Linked DNA regions of Zea mays: region 1 is linked to region 2. A link is a contact called in public Hi-C data. All regions are on one chromosome and are shown on one strand. Each heading gives the region's core, a stretch centred on a gene start, on an enhancer-like site or on the middle of the called end of the contact. The rest is flanking DNA. Distances are from core to core; before and after follow the strand shown. Region 1 holds the start of LOC103648220. Region 2 holds the start of LOC100304375.

The links. Hi-C and Micro-C count contacts between places; a contact is called where the count stands out from the background.
Region 1: a contact with region 2 is called in a Hi-C map of leaf, with 4 times the contacts expected there. The contact joins the promoter of LOC103648220 here to the promoter of LOC100304375 in region 2. A contact is called at or near these places in 2 of 25 Hi-C or Micro-C datasets (ear and leaf).

What each region holds. Positions count from the first base shown.
Region 1 is chr2:238,162,310-238,167,349 of Zm-B73-REFERENCE-NAM-5.0, forward strand. It overlaps LOC103648220, which reads right to left and starts at 2,413. Exons shown (of 4, transcript XM_020548732.3): 1 at 2,252-2,413.
Region 2 is chr2:237,937,553-237,942,321 of Zm-B73-REFERENCE-NAM-5.0, forward strand. LOC100304375 reads right to left here and starts at 3,477. Exons shown (of 3, transcript NM_001165813.1): 1 at 2,502-3,477. The coding sequence starts at 3,444.

The sequences.
Region 1 (5,040 bases), core at 1,163-3,662, 220 kb after region 2:
CAAAGAAATAACTTTGAACTGTTATAAATTATTTGTAGTTTTGAAATATATGCTAGCTCAAGTGACCATTCTCAATAAGAAGTATAGAAGAGTTACTTAGACTTATAAGAAGGTCGTGCCCACCGGCGCTTAACACCAATCACAATCAAGTGACTCGAAACCTACAGCAACAATGGGTAAAACCCTAAGTACGCAAGTACTCAGCAAGACTTACCCGACTAAAGAAAAGACTTTCAAGGGTATGCTGGTTTTAAAAGGATTCAAGATAAGACTTGTCAAGAATCAAGGACTCAATTTTTGCAGAAGAGCTTACTAGTAGTGGATCCTTATGCCAAACTTTTACTTCACAAGTTAAGTACTTTTCCTGAATCTAGATTTGCCTAATCTAGAGCATTCACTTGTCCTACACTAGCTTCCTTTTAACCAAATCACAATCATGTTTCACTTATTAAACTACGATGCAGGGCAGTGATCCAGTCTTCATATCCGAGAAGTCTGGCGATCCGAATCGATTAATACCCAGCTGGGGATCTCCAACCACACGACATATGCTTCCCTTAACTCTTTTGCACATGTCTACCATTCCCACGAATCCTCCACCACATGAACAGGTCCGCGCCACCCGAGAGCACACCACCCCTTTTAGGTGGTCCGTTGCCAAGAGGGTATGTGTCACTCTCGCCATCTCTCCACTCCCAGTGTGCGATTGTCTTTTCATGTTTGGAATAGCTGGGTTCAGGCTTACCCATGATGAGGTATGTGGCCAGTTAAAGGGTCCTAGATCAGCAGGCCAACAATCGGTACGATCCTTAATCGACACAGACGGGCGACCTTGTCTGCTCAGCACCTGGTCTAGATTTATTCAAACCATTTTCCCATTTTTGGTACCTGACAGGGGTACTCTTTTCCAATGATGAGCCCACTCTGGCCAAAGTGGAGTCATCACCTTAGTTTGCTTTGATTTTTGAATCAAAAAGCTCATAACCATTGTTCTGCAATCATTCTTTTTGAAAACAAATGATTTTTCAGTTTCTAAGCAGGGCTAAGCATTATCAGTTCTTTTTATAAAACAGGGATTAAGGAGTTTCCAAGGAATGGTAATGCATCAATTGTTTATCACACAACTTCTATCAACCTAATGCATCATATCAGGTGATAAAGTATTTAAAACACAAGGAATGGGCAAATGCACCGGAGCTTGCCTGGGTAACACTAGGTTAGTGTTGTTAGACGACGACCACTTGACGATCATCCTTGTCCTAGCACTTGATCAGGCAGGTTCGTCCATCAGTATCACCATGCGGAGTAGCTCGCGCTTGGGGTCGACTTGGCTCGTCTTCCGCATCACATGGTTAATTTACGTACCTGAATGAAATGCATTATGCACATGAATGCATATATAACATATATATTTCAAAAGCCTAGTAAAACCTGGACTCCCTAGTATTAAATGCCAACGACTTAAAATAGTTATAAGAACAATCTAATCAACATCTTTAAACCGTGCGTCTTAATTAACCTAAATTACAGACTTAACTAAATCGAACATCACAATATACGTATGCTAAATCAATAACAATTACCGCGACCAACAATTATATTTAATCTAATTATATACCTAGTTGACTGGAATAACGAATCAACTTACCCTCATTAAATTCGACTTGAAACCACGAAATCACGACGCCTTTCAGCTCTAGCATTTCACCAAACACATGGTGAGTGCTGCATCGAATCGCGTTTCTTCTCCATCCACATAGAGAATCCTCCGGTCGCGTACTGATTTATTTCCTTCGGCGCCAAATCTTCTCGGATTTTTGGCGTGAACACAAGTGGGAGGCGTCACGTAGGAGCCAGCATCGGGGCAAGGCGACGGATCGATAACAAGCACCAAAGAGGGATAGGCGACGTTGTTGTAGACTCGGAAAGGGGACGAACGACGATGTCGATGTGTCGGCACCACGATTCCCGATCGACGAAGACGATGGTATGACGACTTATCGGAGCTGAGGCGAACGCGATCTAGGTACCATAGCAGCACGCCGATAAGTCCATGACAACACCACGAGGTAGACGCGACAACGCACGGCCCAACGGACAAAGGAGTGCGACGGCTGGCGAGCTGACTGAGGAAGTCGGCGCCGAGCTGTTGCTGCTCCACCGATGGAGAGGACCCAAAAAAATGACGAGGAAAGAGAGGAAGCTCTAGCCGAGCGCTGGCCGAGCGCTCCAGCAGCAAGGAGAAACTCACTGGGTTCACGCGATGGAGAGGACACAGTGAGCAAGAAGCTTCAGGAGTTTGAGCCTTTGGGAAGGGACGACGTGCTTGGGTAGGAGTAGGAAGTATGTGAGGGAGATAACCATATGTGCTGGCCTGATTTGGATCAGGGAGGCGACGTGGTGGCGTCTGGTGATGTCCAGGGACAAGAACTAATGGGAGGGAGCCAGCACATGATGGGGATAGGATTAAAGATATAGAGGACAGTGATGATAAGTGAGAAGATGTTTTTTTATTATAATCATTCTCTTCACCTATTGGTTTTTTTAACGCAATTACTATTCCTAGATTCACTCTCAAAACATAATTATAGTTTAGACTCAAAACTAGTGGAAAAATTCGTTTTTGCCTCAATTCAAAATGACACAAGGGGAACATAGCTCCGGCGTGATCTTTCTGCTCCAAAACTGATCCAGGTTTTCAGTCACCTGAAACTTCAAGTCAGATTTTCACTCCTTTTCCCATGCTGCTGGCTTGATACATCTCCTTACTAGGAGTTGATCTCCTATAATCACTCTCCAACTTTGCTTTAATGGGTACCAACTACCAACTAAGATTCAACAGATTTCAGGTTAGGGAGCTCCAAGGTTGGGTCAACACCACCGAACTGCACAACTCAGCGAACTGAATTTAACTCAGCACACCTCTGTCTGATAGAGCGAGTTTGAGAACCTTTTTCGCTCAATTCGAAGTAAGGACAGGAAGATCCTTCCTCATAAAAAGTATTCCGTTACAATAGATCTCCAGATTTCCCATAATACCCACGGATCACAGGCGCAAGGATTAAAAGCTAAACAGTGTTAAACCTGAGAGGAACTCACTGCCTTTCTGAAATTCAGCAAACTGAATTGAGTCCGATTGTACCATGCCTCTTTGCTAACCCACCTAAATCTCATGATTTCAAATAATAACAGGCCGACCTCAATTAATAAAACTTGTTCATAAAACATAACTCTACAAACTTGCTACAGCTACCCTAGGTCAAAAATTTATGGATCAAAAGTTATAGTGCTCCAAAGTGGGGTGAAAACTCTAAAATTCAGCTGCATCTAACTGAATCAAAAACTGAACACACATGCCTGACAGAGAATTGTTGGGCACAATTTACTCCATTTTTGTGCAGCACCAACCAAACCTTTCTTAAGGAAACTTGCTCACCATTATTTGTTCTTCAACTTTTCTATAGATACAAACCCCAGAATTCCATGGATCAGGCACAAAGAAGCTCCAAAGTTGCGCCAAAAACACTAAAATTCAGATTTAGTTAGCTGCACAAGTCTGAAATCCAAATCTGTGAGCTCCACTTTGGACCACCTTTTCTCCAAGTTCCAAGTAGCTTTAGGGGTATGAGCTTTAACTAAACTTGCACACCAACATACGTTCTTATACTTTGGTACACAAACTTTAGCCCCTAGCTGTATGGATCAGCCACCAACAAGCTCCCAAAGTTGCTTCAGAATATAAATTGTTCAGGTTCAGAGATTACACTAAGTCTGAAACTCCACATGTATTACAACCTCATTTTGGACCAGTTTTACACCCAGTTGCATATGGTTTTAGGGGCAGGTTGCCTAAGCAAATGTGTACTCCTAGTGTAGCTCTACAACTTTGTTACATTGTCCACCTTCAAACTGTTTATAGATCAAAAGTTATAAAGGACCAAAAACAGCTAGTTGATATTATTTTCAGCAAACTTCAAATCTGAATCAGAACTGAATTTAGAATTTTACTCCAACTTTTCCTATAAAACTTGGACATCTCCACACATGGAAGTTGTTCAACTTTCCACGCTTTACCATTTTGGTATATGGACTTTTGGCAACTTCTCACTAGATCTTAAATTCCACTTTTCGGGCTAGTTTAGGGTTTCAATTGAAATTTTGGACCTAATAAAATGTATTCTAGGTGTATCAAGCAAGATGATGCTAATGCATATGATGACATGCCACAATTTTAGTTCTCGTAACACCAGTGGTGTTACACCATCTACAGACCCAATGGTAAGCTAGAGTAACTAAGCATACTCCTTACCATGTCCATTAGCGTTATGTTTCGCCTTTCGGCTACCCCATTCTGTCGGAGTTCACCAGGTGTCGAATATTGGGCAACTATGTCATTTTCTTATTGGGAACCTCACAAAAGTCCCTTGGACTTGTCCATACTCTGTATGGCGCACGTAGTACTCCCCCTGTTCTGATTTGACAATATTTATCTTCAAATTGTGTTGATTTTCTATCTCGGTCTTGAACTATTTAAACTCTTCTAAAGCTTGTGATATTTGCTTAATAGGATAACTATAATAGTAGCGAGAGTATTCATCTATGAAGGTTATGAACGAATTGAACTCATCTATTGTCCTAACTAGAAAAGAACCACATATATTTGTACGAATAATTTCTAACACTCTCGTATTGTGCTTATCATTTTTCTTAATATGCTTCGTAAATTTACCGTTGATGCAATCTCTGCATTGCTCTAAGTCTATAGTGTCTAAGGGATGGAGAATCTCTTCCTTAATGATACACTCTATTCTCCCCCTCGAAATATGGCCCATACAATAGTGCCATAATTTCGATGATGTCTTGAAAGTGCATCCATCCCTTTTGTGGGTTTTGGTGATTTGGATAACAACACATTTAAAGCTCTAAAAATTTTGCTACGTGTTGAACAAGAAATTCAGTATGATGAACATACTTGAATAGTGTATAATGATCAGTGAACAAAAGTTCACAAGGTTAAATAACCAATGAGACAATGTAAAT
Region 2 (4,769 bases), core at 2,227-4,726:
AAGACGATTTTCAACTCACTTCTCGATAGTAAAAATGTAGCACATATAAATATCTCCGATACCTTGTTAATAACAGTATACAAATATATTTTGCATAAAATCGAATTAGTTAATTAGTATATACCTAATTACTGTTATTAGAATGGAATTCAATTCCAATGATCTAAACGGGACATAACAATAATGCGAGTGCTATCACAATTTCTTGTCAACGAATAGGAAGTAGACAAAGGAATCTGTATGGATGTGATGTGTGGCCATACAAATTTGTCGTTGATAATAATTCCATGATCATATGGATTTCTGGACAGTGACATCAGACCAACTATCTCCGTTATTATCAACGACACTAGTCCGACAACTTGTGCCCTCTCACCGACTGGATGGCTTAGCCCATTTCCAAACCACTATTTCTTGTCAAAGTATTCAAAGTTGTCGTCTCATATGTTATTATTGAAGATTCTATATAGTTATCCCGTGTATATTACCATACGTTGTTTCATAGTCCATACTACCGGACTCACGTTCTTTGCCGAGTGTCTAAGACACTCGGCTCGGCAAAGGCCATTTTACACTTGACAAATATTTTATCGGTGAAGGGTTTTTTGTCGAGTATATTTTTTCGGACACTCAACAAAGACTTTGTCGAGTGTCGAAAAACACTCGGTAAATTAGGAATCGCAAAAAAAACCCCAAAAAATAGCAAAACATTTTCTAAATTATATGAACAACTCTCCAACCACTACCCAATACCATACCCCATTATCCTATCATTTTTCACTATTATTTTGAATAAAATTTACATGTTTTATGAATAGTGAGATTCGAACTTGCAACCTCTCTCGCGCACTACACTACTACATCAATTATGTCTATATTACGTTTTCATTCCCATGTACTATAACAACCCGAGAATAATCTGATTATTTGAGACACTAAATGAATTCATTTGAAAATGTGAACAACTATAAAGTTGTATAACTTTTCAAGATCTACAAGTTCTATTTTGATAGTTTCTACATACGAGATTGTTTACAAAACTTTAATTTCAAATTTTAAAACTTCACACGAAATTTTAAATGGTAAGATGATTTAAAATAAAAAATTTGTCAATTACAAAGTTTTATTATATTTCAAGACCTACAACTTTTATTTTGGTGGTTTTTCCATTCGAGGTAGTTTCAAAAATTCAAATTTTAAAATTCAATCATAGTTTTGCATGACAAGATGATTTCAAACCAAAATATTGTCAACTACAAAGTTTCATAACCCTTCAATACCTACAATTTTCATGTTGGTGGTTTTTTTTCGAGGTCGTTTTCAAAATTCAAATTTTAAATTTTTAAAATTCAGACGTAGTTTTAGTTGACAAGATGACTTCAAATGAAAAAGTTGCCAACTATAAACTTCTATAACTTCTCAAGATCTACAAAGTTTATTTCGGTGGTTTGGTCACTTGTTAATCTCACATGATGGTTCTAACAATATGCACAAATCTAATACATCTCTCTCGTAGTTTTATAAACTACGAGAGAGATATAGATTTTATGAATAAATTTACTTATATTTTGTCATATGAAGAAATGTTCAAAATATAAATTGTACATCATGATGAGTTATACAAATTTGTAGTTAAAATTTTTTCATTTGAATTAATTTACTGCTTTAAAATATGATTTTAAATTGTCTTTGCCGAGTGTCAAAAATAAAACACTCGACAAAGATCTTGTTTGCCTAGTGTTTTATTTACCGAGGCTTTTTTGTCTGGCACTCGGTAAAAAACTTCTTTGACGAGTGCCTGAAAGAAAACACTCGGCAAAATATTTGGCACCCGGCAAAAAGGCGAATTCCGATAGTGCCACACATAAGACAATTTAACGATAATTGTGTATGAGAGAATGAATTGTGGTCATTTAGTTGTTTTAGGTTTCAATGCCTATGATCTCGTGTCTAAGTGGCATCTCCCTCAAGATATTGTTTTATTTTCTTCCTTCTTTACTCAAATGTCACATCAGCTTTCTATCCTACATGGTATATATTAAATAATGAGTATAGTATGGCACCGTGCCTTGAGAATATACACCAGTCCTGCTCCAAATAATGCCAATTTAGTTTTTCTAGATGCATTACTAGATATATAGAGAAAATTCTACGTATGTCACCGCAATTTTGTCCAGTACATCCTAATCTCTTCTATGTCACTCGGATGCAATTTCTTACCTTTTTCATGCCCTCGTCAGTGGCGTAAAAGGGTAAGAAAATCACATGTACTTATCCTTTTGTGCCACTGACGATAGCATGAAAGGATAGAAAAATTACATCTGAAAGACATATAGAAGTGATTAGGACATTTGCCATCACAAACAAGGTACGGGCAAAATTGCAATGAGGTAGATATATATATCGGGATACATATAGTTAATAATAAAAGTGATGTATTTAAAATAACCAAATAAAACCACTTATAGATTGAGAAGAAGGGGATTATATATACTACTTACTCGTGCATTCACCATCACTCTGGACATAGGGGTTTCCGTCGTAGCCATGGGCACACTTGCAGAAGTAGCCAGGGCCATTGGTTGAATTAGTGCACTCGCTATGCTTGCTGCGGCAGCCATAGTCAGGTTCGTTGGGTGCCTGGGCGCAGGAGATGGAAGTCATGGAGTCGCCGTTGTTGTCGCGGATGGCCCAGTCGAGACGCAGTGGCATGGTCCACCAGTCCAAAGGCAGACGGTTGTCGGGTGTGTGCGACACAAGGTCGGATGCCTTGAAGGTGTAGTTGCCCTTCTCCACGATGAAGGCGTAGTCGCAGGGGCAGAAGGTCTGGTTGGCACGCGTCCAGGTAGACGAGAAGGTCATGCTGGTGTCCGTGATGCCTGGCGGGATGTCGACGCGGCAGCAGCCGAGGCCCGCGCAGGCACCGTCGCGCGGGTCCTTGTCGTCTACACTGACGGTGATACACCCCGTGAAGTATCTGTAAGGGAAGCGTGCGTTAACGTTGTGCACCCTCACGCCTTTGGTGAACGCATAGGTGTCGCAGCCGAGGACGAAGAGCTCGTTCTGTGTGTTGGAGATGCGGTATACGCCCTCTGGGTTGAAGTCCACATCTCCCGAGTAGATCCCAGTGACGCCCCCGGTGGCGTTGAAGCACTGCCATGCCACCGGAAGAAGCACTCGAGCCTCCGGCAACGGCGACACGGACAGGTTCAGCACCCGGATGTTCTGGTAGCGCGTAGTAGGTAGCAGCACTGGAATCTCCTCGCCCGCGCTGCCGTTGATGCACTTGATCCGGAACCCTTTGCGGGAGCAGTTGGTGCCGACGCCGAATGGATAGGGTATCTCTACGCCTCCACATTGCGTTAGGCAGCCTGGAATCGCGGCGGAGAGGCACTCCACTGCTGCAAGCTGGATGAGCAGCACTCGCAACAGGAGTGATGACATCGGTGGCTTTATTTGCTCACTAGTATAGTGTGTTCGCTGGATTATTAATTTGCTACTAGTTTGATGCGTGATATATATGTACGCCCCCCAGGGTTTATATAGGAAAAACTAGCTAGGGTTTGAAGGACAAGATGGTCCTTTCACTGTAACTTTAATTTCTTATTAGGTATGTGCTCGTACGATGTCACAGAACATAAATTGACGAGTCTCCAACGACTTAGGGCCCTATCGACGGGCGATGTGACTCGTGAGTACATCAAAATCCATGATTAAACATAGACATAGAACCATATAAATACGTAATAAAAAATGACGTTTTGTTCTCTTATGTGTTGTGCATAGGATACAAAGATTTTTTTGGAGGAACTTTGTTATCAATCTATTAAGTTATGATGATAATTCTTGTTGATATGCTATCCTTGCAAACATACATCAGAGACTTATCCATTCACATTTGATTTGAATGTGTCTTGGAATGAAGTGCTTGATTTTGTATTGAATGAGAATGAATGAGATGCTAGAATAATGTGAATGGAGGTGGTTGTGGTTGTATTTATAGCCACCAACCACTTTCTAGTCGTTGCCCACTTTCTGCCAACCGTGGACGGTACGCGCTCCTGGCCCAGACGGTCCACCACTGCACATCAATGACTGAAATCGCAATGATCAGCAGTAACGGCTATATCAACGGCTATAAATACATTAAATATGTCGTTAGATATCAGATAAAGCAGTCGCGCACGGTCCGGTCGTGCACCCCGAACAGTCTCCGAAGACGCTAAAAATGTATTTTACTGAACCCGTCACCTTCGGGTTTCTCTGGTTTTCAATGGCCAGACGGTCTAAGCTTGATCCCGGACAGTGTTCTTCTCACTTTCGGACAGTCCATAGTAGAAATGTGAGTTTTGCATAGTTCTTGTCCAACGCTCACCGAGGTGTCGTGAACGGTCCGCGCACAGGTGAATTTTCCAAAAGCTTCTCCTGCTTGGAATAATCTATGGTATTTCGGACAGTCAATTTAGAATTTGAGATGGTTGGACTTATGCAGCTGAGAATTCATCAACTAGAAAAACTAGTTAAACTAGTTAGTCCATTAAGTTATGATAGTCGTCAATCATCAAAATTAATTTAGAGAAAATGGTAAAGGCCATTTACCTTTTACATTTTTACTGGCGCTTTTCTTAAGAAATTCGCGAGTAAAAATGCACGATTTCTACTAGAGGTTTTGTAAAAAAACCGGCAGTAGAAATAATTTGAAATCGATTTGTTTATTTTTCAAATGACCTTGTATGAAAAACCATCCGAATAAAAGTTGTAGATCTCTA